3 separate regions of the Mus musculus genome follow, and all the other regions are linked to region 2. A link is a contact called in public Hi-C and HiChIP or PLAC-seq data. All regions are on one chromosome and are shown on one strand. The core of a region is the stretch at or near the end of the contact, and the rest is flanking DNA. Distances in the headings are between cores, read along the strand shown. Region 1 has its middle 21 kb from the start of 4930534H03Rik. Region 2 overlaps Tmpo (thymopoietin). Region 3 has its middle 50 kb from the start of 4930534H03Rik.

Region 1 (4,014 bases), core at 1,357-3,856, 83 kb before region 2:
GACTAAAGAAGTTCTGGACACACCCAAACCTAAACTTCCTAGCTTAAGTTGTTCCCCAAGCCTTTATTAGTAATTCTTATAAGCTGGAACGGACTCTTCCCAAATGGAAATGCCCCAAAGACAAATCATCAAGTCGATACAAGTCGATAATGTCGAAAACTCAAAATCTCCTGCACGGGATTTCAGCGTCCCATGCTAAAGCAAGTGCAAGCTTTCCAACTCATACTGTCCTGGCTGGTTTTGTGCGTCAACTTGACACAAGCTGGAGTTATCACAGAGAAAGGAGATCCAGTTGTAAGGCATTTTCTTAAATTACTGATCAAGGATGAGGAGGGCCCAGACCACTGTGAGTGGTGTCGTCCCTGGGCTGGTGGTCCTGGGTTCTATAAGAAGCCAAGCTGAGCAAGCCAGAGGAAGCAACCCAGTAAGCAGCACGCCCTCCATGGCCTCTGCATCAGCTCCTGCCTCCAGGTTCCTGCCCTGCTTGAGTTCTAGTCCTGACTTCCTTTAGTGATGAGCAGCAATGTGGAAGTGTAAGCTGAGTGAACCCTTTCCTCCCCGACTTGCTTCTTGGTCATGATGCTTTTGTGCAGCAATGGAAACCCTGACTAAGACACATAACCACTTCAAAGTCACCTGCAGTGTCCCTCACCCCCTGATCCCATACAGGATCAATAACCCATCATCAGCTAGAAATAGCTATGAACAATGGGCCTTCACCCCCGCTTCAACCCCTTAAGAATAAAGCATGGAGATGTCTGAGGCAGGAAATGAGGTAGACTTGATAGGTGCTGGGATGAGGGACAGCATGCATGGTGGCAAGAGCTACTGCCATCAGGGCTGTTCACGTCTGTTTTACAGGAAGACATGATAGCAGCATTCAAACGAGAAAGACACAAGACAACTCAGGACTAGAGAGAACCAACACAGCACCTTCGTTTCATCGTGCTGGCACATCATGATCAGCTTTGCAGAACTGCCTGCTCCATCTGATGCCCTGCACGTCCAAAATCTCCACATCAGGAAAGAGAAAAGGAGTAAAGTTTTCCCTTGGAAAACCCCAACTGGGTTCTGGAATTCCCTCCCCTGTGTTAACTCATGAATAGCGCTCCCTTCCATTAAATGCACCCATAAAAGAAGCTAGCAGTCACTCCGAAGCCCAGCAGGGCAGCTTACTCTTGAGAAAACCACACCCTCCCCTTGCCACTCTCTGTTTCTTAATAACCCCAACTTCTTCAAAATTCGAACGAAAATTCTGTGAACTCAGAATATAATGCCCAAGAAAGGAAATATGCGGAAATATGTACCCACTTCTTCCCCCTCTTCCTTCCCACAAATCTTCACACACACACACACACACACACACATACACAACCAGTGGATCTGAAAGGCAGATTGAGCCCTGCTAGTGGCCAGTCACACAATAAACCTTCCTGTTTGGGGTGGAGGACAGAGGGTGGGGGAGGAGAGGGCAATTTCAGTAGCATTGGCTTCTGGGTGAGTCTGGTAGCATAGCCCTTACTGCATACCATTGGTTTCTTCTTTAAAATGAGTTGCTATATGAACTCCCTACTCCAGTCCAGTCCAGCCTGGGCTACAGTATGCTACCATGTAGCTAAGGATGACCTTGAAAGCCTCTGATCTTCCTGCCTCAACTTTTACAGTGAGAGAAAGGGTTTTTCTGTGTAGCCCTGGCCATCCTGGAATTCACTCTGTAGATCAGGCTGGGGAGATCTGCCTGCCTCCCAAGTGCTGGGATTAAAGGCGTGTACCACCACCACCACCTGGCTTGAAATTTTATTTTGGTAGTGTTATCTTTAATCCTTTTTCTTTTCTTCAGTAATCCCAAATGCTTCCTAGGCCTTTTTCCTGCAGGAAATTCAACCCTGTAAGAAAATGTGTATGCTAGAGTCCATGTAGCTAACAAATTGCTTTTAAAAAAAAAAAAGTTTGTTTTTTTTTTAAAGGAAATTGAAAGAGGAGAAAGGAAAAAAAAGGAAACTGAAAGGTACTATTATGCATCTGTTTACAAGCTACCAGACTGTGGCTTAGAAAAGTCTTGCCCAGCGCAAGATAGCAAGGCCAGCAAGAAAATCAAGCCAAGCCTTGGAGTCTCTCTCAGCTAGATGCCAATGGATCCCGTTCCTCACATACCAGGAGTCCTGGATGAGGCCTCTGGACCAGATGTTGCTATTGAACTCTGCAGCTGTCATTTGCAATTTCCTTTTCTGTCTCCAGGGTCCACGGCTCCATTTCACTTTAAATCCAGCAGGCTCTTGCCAAACCAATGAGACAATCCCATCTGAGGCAGGACCCGTGAAATCAGAGCAGCCCCTTCAGCTTAAGCCCTGGCAGCTGGACTCCAATGCAGCAGGAGAATTATTAAATTTCCTTGACTCCACATGCCTCCCCCCCCCCGACCCCGAGAAGGAATGTCCCAGGAGACGCACACTTGACATCCTTTGGAATCCCTCAGGTATTAGAACCTAAGCAGAAATTACATATAGCGTTTTGCATTTAATTCAGACAGACACCCAAAATAAATATTTCCTGCCTGGAGTCCCTCAGTGAAGAAAGCACGCACAGTATGTGCACGGAGGGCGAGGTGCTGGAAGGATGCCCAAGAATGTGAAATCAACAGCCTGGAGCCTACTAGTTGAAAGGGTGTGAACACAGAAACCCTTCCAGAATAACCAAACCAGATAGGACTCAGGGCCAGACAGGTTTAAATGCCAGTTCCTGTGCTTGGGTGGAGAACGGGGGATTTAGCATGGTGACAAGCACTCTCTGTCCTCTACACTACCTTGTTGAAAGAAATCACTAGTGTCGCCCAGTCCTTCTCTTTAGGGTGGTCCTAAACATAAGGGATGTGTGTGCCTTAGAGACTGGAAATCAACCACCCAAGCGTCTCCTGTTAAAGTTGCCGTGCAAGCTTCCAAAGCTAGTGTCATGTCTTTCAGACAGATTGGCTAGGCATTCCAATTCTCTTTGGTCTTTGTTTTTCTTCCTGGTCCTTTGGTCTCCCCTTCACATACCCAAAGTCATCAAAGAACAGGCCTGTGTTTGTTTCATAATTCACGTGGTGCTCAAGCAGCACTGCAACCCAAAGCAGCAGCCCCAGGAAGTACAAGATGCTAAAAAGGAACAGAAAAACACTCAGCACAAAATACACTTTTTCTTTATTTTGCTTTTCTCGTCTAAAAGGAAATTTGGCATTTTAAGACAGAGGAAGGGAAATCAGAAAAATTAAAAGTTCAAAATTTTAAAGGAGACGGTTCTCAAAAGATGGCTTACCCGATGACTGATAAATTTGGAAAAAAAAAAAAAAAAAACATGTTCAATATCCTTAGCTATCAGGAAATTCCATTGAAATTCCATCTCACACCAGTCAGAATGTGAGTATCTAGCTTTGAAGAAAGTCACAAGCTTTGCTGAGGATGGGGGTGGGACCCTTAGACCCTGCTGATGAGAAGATAAAGTCGACCAGTCACCATGAAACCCAACAGCCGGCCATTCCTCGGGAAACTAAGAATAGAATCACCACATGGCCCAGCTGAATGCTTCCGAGACCACACTGGACAGAGATACCTACACGTGTGTGTTTCTCGCAGCCCTATTCCCAATGGCTACGTTCTGGAATCAGCCTAAGTGACTGCTAACAGACCACCACAGCAGCAGTAAAGTCCCAGGAAGGGAAAACTGGGCCCTTCTGGTCAAAAGGAATGAAATCTCCAGCCTGGGCAGAGACCTAATATCCCAGTTGGGCAGGAGTAACTTTCCTGGCTTAGGGACCATCCCTCAGGAAGGTGCGACACCCGTTAGAAAGGCCAGGCCCCCTGAAGCCATGCTAGAGATAGGCTGAATAACCAGTCACTTAATGAAATAATGCACTTTTTCTTCCCTGAAATATTCCTGAGTACATGTGGTACCTACAAATGGCCATGACATCTCTTAGGTGGGTTCACCTTTCTGAGTCCCACGTTTTCCTTTCTCGTTTTCCTGTATCCTTCTTTC
Region 2 (3,921 bases), core at 775-3,274:
AAACAGTCTCAGGCACAATCAAATACGGTCTCGGTGTCCATGTCTACCACTACCATGTTCTTAGGCTGCACAGTCCATCGCTACAGCCCTGTTACTTGTCTTTAAAATGTACATGTATACATGTACCTGTGAAGTGCTGTGTGATTTTTTTTTTTAAAGCAATGTATGCCTGTAGAATGCTTCTACAAATTCAATAAAGTTGTTAAATTTGAACAGTTTTGTGTGGTCTCCAGAAACATGTTTTATGTGTGCTTTATTCTTGGAGTTTGAACAAGCTGAATATATGTGGATGAACATGCCTTTGCCATTTCCTCATGGAAACATCCCAGTAGTGACAGGGAATATTCTACTTACCACATGTCCTCCTCACTATTTAAGGACTATGTATTTAATTGTCTGTAAAATCTAAATTTGGACAAGAACTTAATTTGTAGCCACATAGTTTGTCTAATCAATCAGTTTCTCCTTGCTAATAGGTATTTATTTATTTACTTTGCTCTATGTTGTCTGAGGTTTCTTAGATTCTTCTGAGTTAAGCAAGAACAAAAGTAGCTTTTATAATGCAGAGGAGTATACCAAATGCAGATGACAGTCATAGATCTGGTGACAGTGTTGGGGATGGAGTTGGTTGCTTGGTCTTCATTGACCTGTTTGAACTATTTTAGTTAAAAATCACTATCCAGAGGGAGGGAGAATGGCAGGTATATATGATTAACTAGGGTTAGACTGGAAGGCCAGCAAAGTCACAGAGTTCTCTTGATCGGTTTGAAGCATTGCTTCATTAAGCTTGTATAAAATTAAGCCTTAGGAATTGACTCTCTTGTTTCTTTGCTAAGAAAGCCAATTTCTAGACCTGTCTTGCTATGGTAAATGACCACAAAAGTAGAAAACAGTTCCTGTTTTGTTGAGACAGTCCCACTTTGTAGGATGTGCTAGCCTTGGACTAGAGGTCCTCTGGTGCCTGCAGCTCCAGGGGCTGGGGTTACAGATGTTCACGCTGATGGGAAGTTCTACTTTTTTTAAGAGTCTGTATAGGTCTTCGAATTACGATAAGGCCAAGGTTAAAAGAATTAGAATACTCAGCCTTTTTTTTTTTAATTTTTATTTTTTAATGTTTACACTATTGGGTTAATAACTGTAAGAGACTTTATAATTTCATTTATTATTTTGGTGCTAGGGATGGAGCCTACATATGGTCTGCTACTGAACTAGAGCCCGTAATTAAGGAGAGTCATCATTAACATTAAAGCAGTGCGGTCACATCATTGGAAGTTACCGTTAATTATTAAGTGGTTGGTGTCACACAATCTTTTCCACTTTTAAAATTCTCCCTCTTGTGATATTTTAATAGGTAACCTTTGTCATACAGCAGTAATGTATTACAAGGACAGAATGGTTGTCACTTCCAAGTTTGCCTTGGTTTTTAATGAAAATGCCTCCCCAGGGTCAGCCAGCTTGAAAACCCTTTAATCCCAGTTAAAATCCCAGTCTAGGGGTGGGGAGAATGGAAAAGAGTAAGTAGGGAGAAGTAGCCAGATTAAACACTGGTACTGGATATTTTTTTAAAAAGGGGGGAGGAACTAAGTTTATAAGAGTGTATGTTCAGCCTGTTCTGTTTTCTATGAAAGGGTTTAAGATAAATCTTACTAAACATCTTTTTCTCTGGTGAGGTATTAAAATTAAACAGATCGTCACATGTACTAATGTGCCTACGACCAGTACTGTTAGTAAAAACGTGACTCCAGCGTTCCAATGAATAATGATTTCCTCGATGTTATTTCCAGACTCTAAAATAGAGCTGAAGCTTGAGAAGAGGGAGCCGCTAAAGGGCAGAGCCAAGACGCCAGTCACACTGAAGCAGAGAAGGACTGAGCACAATCAGGTATTTGTAGTTTTATGATCCCCGTGTCCAGGTGTGTCATCTGACTAGTATCATCCACCCCATGTCTTGACCTTTGGTGCACACACGCCGTGCAGCCTGCTCACCCCACTGACTGGATTCATGGTTGAGTGGTGTGGGGCACATACTTTGTGAGATGTGTCATCAGCATAGCCTCCGTTGTTTATTGGATTTAAGTAGTCTAGCATTAGTCATGCTGCCTGTTTCTGATTTGGGCGCAGCAGTTTTGAACCTGGGGTCTCGGGTATGGCAGGCCAGCCTTCCACCCTCCTGCTTCTTCCTCTTGAGATGATTGCTTTAGAAGATAAAATGCACCCTTTTTGATGCAACTTTGAAAGCTCGGGAAAGTTTCATTTGTGTCTAGATTTCTCAGTTGAATTTCCTTTATTTGTAGCTTCTTAACACTCTGAAGCTAGCTAGTATGGTACATTATTTAAAATGACAATTTCCTCTTTTGGGGGGATGGGACAGGAAGGGCAAGGTAGAGTTTTCAAAAGAAAACTGGGGAGAGAATGAGCATAGGCATCAATAAAGACCTTCTTTTACAGAGGGAAATGACTGGCTCTGATTTAGCCTCCACACCCTAGGTTCTTTTCCTCATCTTTACTCGTTAGCTTGAAAATGTGTCAGTTTGTTGTTCATCTATCTTTTCCATGTTCTGTCTGCCTCTGGTTTCTGTGGTGTTTTTGAAACAGTACTTCACAATGAAGCCCTGGCCTGCCTGACCAGGCTGGTCTCTAACTTGTAGAGCTTTCTGCTTCCTGAGAGATGGGATTACAGAGATGGGATCCCAGTTGTGCACCGACAGGTCCTGCTTCCTTCCTTCCGTGTGATCGGAGGGGAGAGGCAGGGTCCTGTTCTCCTGACCCTTTACAGGACTACAGGAGTGTACCACCAATCCTGGCCAAAAAATGGTTTACTGCATAATTAAGTTGAGTCTGAACAATACGTCTATACTAATTCCCACCGTGGCTGTTTCTCCGTCCTCCGTTTGGCGACCGTAGTTAACCATGTCGGTATTTCCTGCTTGCTGCAGGTGGCAGGTGGTTTTCAAGGGTTTTATCTGTTTCTTGATACCCTGTGTAATCTGGCATACTGGGGCTAGACCTGCATGTGGCAGTGCAGAGACTTGGGCCTTTTTTCCTTTTGTAGTCACAATAAAAATGTTTGTCAGTTCTGGAGTAGTCTCGTTTTAACTGTTAGAGTTAGACTATGGACTCCTATCTATTTAAATAGAACTATGGAGCTGGTGACTACTGTATTGGACAGCTTAGCCCTAAAGGGTTGGTCTGGGTTTGGGTTCAGTTTCTTTGAAAAGAATACTTCATAAATGATGTTGTAGCCTTCCTACTGATCATTTCAGGAAATATGAATTTCCTTCAAAACTATTAAAATTAATTAATAGTTCAGCTGTTGGTCTTTTCAGTTAAGGATTTTAACAGCTGTGAATAATACTGCCTAAACCCGTGACTTTATTATAGTCACAAAGTGATGACTTCTCACCATGTGATTTGATATCTGTGACTGATTACCTCATGTTCCTGGGTAAGATCCTTAGCTGCCTTAAAGTTAAGTTCAAATAAAACAGCTAGGAAAAACTGGATTTGAGATGCGGTTTCTCTGTGTAGCCTTGGCTAGTCTGAGAACTTGCTCTGTAGACCAGGTTGGCTCAAACTCACTGATCCAAATTCTGGGATTAAAGGTGTGTAAAACCACACTGGATAACAATTTTTTTTAAAAACAATTTATATTTTTTAGAGATTTATTAATTTATTATATATAAGTACACTGTAGCTGTCCTCAGACACTCCAGAATAGGACGCCAGATCTCATTACGGATGGTTGTGAGCCACCATGTGGTTGCTGGAACTTGAACTCAGGACCTTCGGAAGAGCAGTCAGTGCTCAACTGCTGAGCCATCTCTCCAGCCCCAATAAATTTTTTTATGCTGTTTTGTTTTGTTGTGTTTTTGAGACAGGATTTTTCGATATAGTCTTGGCTGTCCTGGAATTTACTCTGTA
Region 3 (3,904 bases), core at 470-2,969, 110 kb before region 2:
CATTCTGAGCTGACATGTCACAATTTCACTGAATTCTCCAAACATGTGAATCTCTATTTCACACACTGGAATGTGAATAAGTTCTCCACAGTCACAGAGCTAGCGGCTAATGCCAGAATTCCCGGCCAGGAACCATTTCAAACCTCAAAGAATTTTCTTCCAGGACCTTCACAGTGTAGCTCCTGACCCAGTAGGGGCATGAATATTCTCTGGGAGCCTGTTAGAGACGCAGAGTCTCTGGCCCTCCTCAGACAGATAGGCTCAGGTTGTACAATAATTTAACAAGACCTATGGTGCTGCCTGTATGTCTCTAGAAGAAAGAATAAGGAACAACCGTTGAAACCTACAGGAAGCAAATTCAACTCAACGAGAATGAGAAATTTGTAAGTGATTCCCCTTTGACGTTCCTTGGGAAGGAAAGAGCCTGGTGGAAAGCAATGAGTGCCCAACAAGGGTCTGTCCTGCACCGACAAATACCCCCGCCCCATCCCGGACTGCTGACGATGCTGTGGGGAAGAACCTTGAGATCTTTCTGCTATTGTGATTTTTCCCATTGGCCTTTCCTGAACCTGAGATTTCACTATGAAAAACATCCCTAGATGTCATTAACGCTGAAACTAGCAAATGAATGACTTTCCGGAGGAACATGCCCTGCATTGCAAGTACAGGTTTTCAGGGTGACTTCAGCAGACAGAGAAAAGTCAGAGATCCTGGGAGGTGTGAAGACGAAGGTCATGATTCTGGGCTCCCTAATGGCCCAGCCGTCTTGAAGCAGAGGAAATGAATCGAGGCTGGGCAGCTGAACCAAGGCAGCAGGCGGTGGGAAAGGGAACCTCAGGTGGCCTGGGGAAGCAAATTCTCACTATTGCCTGCTGATAACCACCTGCCGCTGGGTTTGAGGCTTCCCTCGGCTTTCTCTGTGGCGTCCCTGTCACTGACTGAGCCCCAGGCAAAAGCTGTGAACTCCACACAGACTTTGGAAGCATACACATGTAACCACATTCTCACCCTTTTGAATTTAATTCCACAGTATAATTAAGCACATACACGGCACACGCATGGCTATAATACCAGCTGTCTGTTCAATTTGGAAGTGTGTATTAAACAAATCCAAGCAAGGAGCAACAATCTCGGAGCCTTAGGCCTGGGGGAGGCGCCACACAACCAGCCCCACAAATAAGCATTTTCTGTGACACACTGCCACCAAGTGGCCAGATGCGGGAATGACAGCACAGTGAAGCACTAACGGGACAAGTCAGTTTCTTGGCTGTCCTTGGACCCCTGGCACCTGACAAACGCTCAAAAATTGTTTTTTGAACCAAATTTAATTTAACTGAGTTGGAATTAAGTGAAGTGAATTGATTAAGCATAAAATTAACAGATGTGTGTTGGAACAGTTATTAAGGTTTGTTTGGTAAGCCTTCACAATGTGCTAGCATCATGATCGTCACAGAATGGATAAGTATGGGAGGGGAGGCGGGAGGGAAGGGGGGTTGGAGGAAGGGAGATGAGGATAAAGGGAGGAAGAGAAAAAAAGATAAGTACTGTCACACCGACATGAACTAACATAAACCTATGGTCTTCTTTTCCTTTTTGTTTGTTTGGTTGGTTGGTTGGTTTGTTGTTGTTTTGTTTTGTTTTTGAGACCAGAGCCACCCAGGTGATAGGATCTAAAGGCAGGCACCACTACAGCCCAGCTGTCATGTAACCTCAGGCTGTGGGGCCCCGGAGAGAACAACAGGCACAAGCTCTCCACATCCTTATTTGATTTCAGTCTGAACCTCCCTTTGTTCTGCATTTTTGTGACCTGCCTGGCTTCTTCCTGGTTTTATACAACTTCAGAACATGCCACATGATGTGGAATAAATGCATGATGGTGTGAAATATACTTTACAGTTGACAAACAAATCCATTTTGGATTAACATGAAACGGGGCTGTCATTTTACCGACAGGGAAAGGGAGCCTGAGATGTCAGAGACCTCCCCATATCTCACGTAAAGCCCGTAGGTCTCCTCTCTAGGTCCTGCGGACTTCCTGCCTGCAGGTGGCGCACGGGGGAGCCTCCCTCACCAGGCTCGCTCACCGAAAAAATAGCAGTGGGGCCTCTGCCTTTTACACCAAGTGCCAAGAGGATCCTGCCTGGGGCCTCCAGATGTGGGCGGGGTCTCCTGCTTGCACCAGGTCCCTCCTAGGCACACACACACACACACACACACACACACACACACACACGCTCGCCCACTCTCCCCCACCCCCACGCTTGGCCTTGGCTGTCTCCTCTTCCTGCTAGCTCACAGCACTTCCACCACAGGCCTTCAACCCCATCCGAAGCTATTAAGACCCTTGTCCCTGCATGGTCACCTTGAAAACTACTTACCAGAGAGAAATTTATAGTCTTTTGGTTTTTCAAGGCAGGGTTCCTCAGTGCAGCTCAGCCCTGGCTGCCTTGGAACTCACTCTGTAGACCAAGCTGACCTCAAACTTCGCCTGCCTCTGCCTCTCAAGTGCTAGGACTAAAAGCTGGTGCCACCACCGCCAAGAAATTGATAGTCTTTAAAAAAAAAAAAAAAAAAAAAAAAGTAGCAATTTGGGAGATAGGAAAAACAGTGAGAAATTCTTGTGAAAAATATTTAAATAAGCTCTTCATTTACCATGCTAAGTCCAAAACTAGAAGTAATTGCGATGATGATGGTGTGTGTGTGTGCGTGTGCGTGTGCGTGTGTGTGTGTGTGTGTGTGTGTGTGTGTGTGTGTGTATTCAGATTTTTATATTCGTCTTTTTAGGATTTTTTATTATTTTTAAAATTGTGTGTGTGGGTAGGTGTATGCATGTAAGCGTGCCCACAGAGGCCAGAGGAGTCAGTTTTCCTAGGAGCAGGAGTTACAGATGGCTGTGAACTACCCAAGGTAAGTGCTGGGAATCAAACTCAGGTCCTTGGGAAGAATAATACATATTCTTAACCACTAAGTCATCTCTCCAGCCCTCATCTTGTTTTTGAAAACAATTTGAAATGTCTACCATGCTAACCCTAAAGAGGTCAGGGCTAACCCCCACTGGCCCCTGAGGCAGGAGAAGAAATCTCTCCCCTGGCTGCTTCTCTTGCCTCTTGTACACCTGCCTGACCACTCACTACAACAACTGGTTGTCTCACTAGTCCACAGGTTTTCTAAGATCAAGAATGGTATAAAAGAAAAACCCTACACACAGGCCTCAGAGTTGAGAGAACAATCCAGATGATTCTAGTAGGATAAGGAGATGGCTCAGTCCAAAAAGTGCCTCCTAACTGTGAGAGATTTGAGTTTAATCTCCAGAAACACAAGCCCAAGCTTGCGTTCCCAGCTCTGGAGAGGCAGGGACGAGCTAGATCCAGGCCAGCGAGGGACCCTGTCTCAAAAAACAAAACAAACACAAAACCAAGACTTGTGGCTTATAAGCAACAACACTGTCCTCTAGCAAACACACACACACAGTGGGAGGTGGGTAATGAGCCAGCCTTAAGCTCACAATTCTATCCAAACATAGCACTGGGCCTGATACATTGGGCTGAAAACCAAATCTCTTGATCATATATCATATCATATCATATCATATCATCCTCCCAGATATGAGCCTGTGGTCTATGCCTAGGGCAGGCAAAGACTGGTCCATGTGCCCTGGGAGACTGCCACAGTGACAATGACAAAGGGCCTTCTTTTATAAAGGAGAGAGGGCCACCTATTTATTACTAGCAGAGTCCAAAGACTTTGGTTACCTCTTAAAGCTTCCATCCCATATTATGCTGGTAGAGCCAAATTTCAAGTTAGGAACTTACAAGACCCCTGAGGGCAAGGACAGATTCTGCTTCAAAAAAATTTGCAATTTTTTTTTCAAGGCCTGAGAACTGTTGGATTTTAGAGAGCCCAG

Evidence for each region. A called contact is a pair of places that touch in the nucleus more often than the background predicts. HiChIP or PLAC-seq counts read pairs in DNA pulled down with a chosen protein or histone mark.
Region 1: a KLF4 HiChIP or PLAC-seq map of embryonic fibroblasts shows a contact between it and region 2, with 17 read pairs. The contact joins two enhancer-like sites. A contact is called at or near these places in 7 of 39 promoter capture datasets (the 3T3-L1 cell line, the HPC-7 cell line, frontonasal cranial neural crest and 3 more), 1 of 15 datasets of contacts at CTCF or cohesin (the NIH/3T3 cell line), 77 of 484 Hi-C or Micro-C datasets (the AML12 cell line, B cells, the Ba/F3 cell line and 50 more), 15 of 115 datasets of contacts at active chromatin or transcription factors (bone marrow-derived dendritic cells, bone marrow-derived macrophages, cardiomyocytes and 9 more) and 4 of 9 other capture datasets (adipose tissue, embryonic stem cells, liver and 1 more).
Region 3: a Hi-C map of Th1 cells shows a contact between it and region 2, with 5 times the contacts expected there. The contact joins two enhancer-like sites. A contact is called at or near these places in 1 of 39 promoter capture datasets (the C10 cell line), 13 of 484 Hi-C or Micro-C datasets (the Ba/F3 cell line, CD4 T cells, the N1E-115 cell line and 9 more), 1 of 115 datasets of contacts at active chromatin or transcription factors (the SCID.adh cell line) and 2 of 9 other capture datasets (adipose tissue and liver).

Annotation. Positions count from the first base shown.
Region 1 is chr10:91,240,048-91,244,061 of GRCm38.p6, reverse strand. No RefSeq gene overlaps it. Among named protein-coding and RNA genes, the nearest start is that of 4930534H03Rik, 21 kb to the right of the region's middle. Within about 2 kb of position 2,606, at least 127 of the 459 cell types and tissues checked have an H3K27ac peak or open chromatin away from gene starts, as enhancers often do. A contact at or near this core is called in the C2C12 cell line, the C3H10T1/2 cell line, adipose tissue and 7 more, where this site is marked.
Region 2 is chr10:91,156,709-91,160,629 of GRCm38.p6, reverse strand. It overlaps Tmpo (thymopoietin), which reads left to right. Exons shown (of 4, transcript NM_011605.3): 4 at 1-213. Among named protein-coding and RNA genes, the nearest start is that of Tmpo, 13 kb to the left of the region's middle. Within about 2 kb of position 2,024, at least 99 of the 459 cell types and tissues checked have an H3K27ac peak or open chromatin away from gene starts, as enhancers often do. A contact at or near this core is called in the C2C12 cell line, the C3H10T1/2 cell line, Th1 cells and 11 more, where this site is marked.
Region 3 is chr10:91,268,651-91,272,554 of GRCm38.p6, reverse strand. No RefSeq gene overlaps it. Among named protein-coding and RNA genes, the nearest start is that of 4930534H03Rik, 50 kb to the right of the region's middle. Within about 2 kb of position 1,719, at least 110 of the 459 cell types and tissues checked have an H3K27ac peak or open chromatin away from gene starts, as enhancers often do. A contact at or near this core is called in Th1 cells, adipose tissue, double positive thymocytes and 2 more, where this site is marked.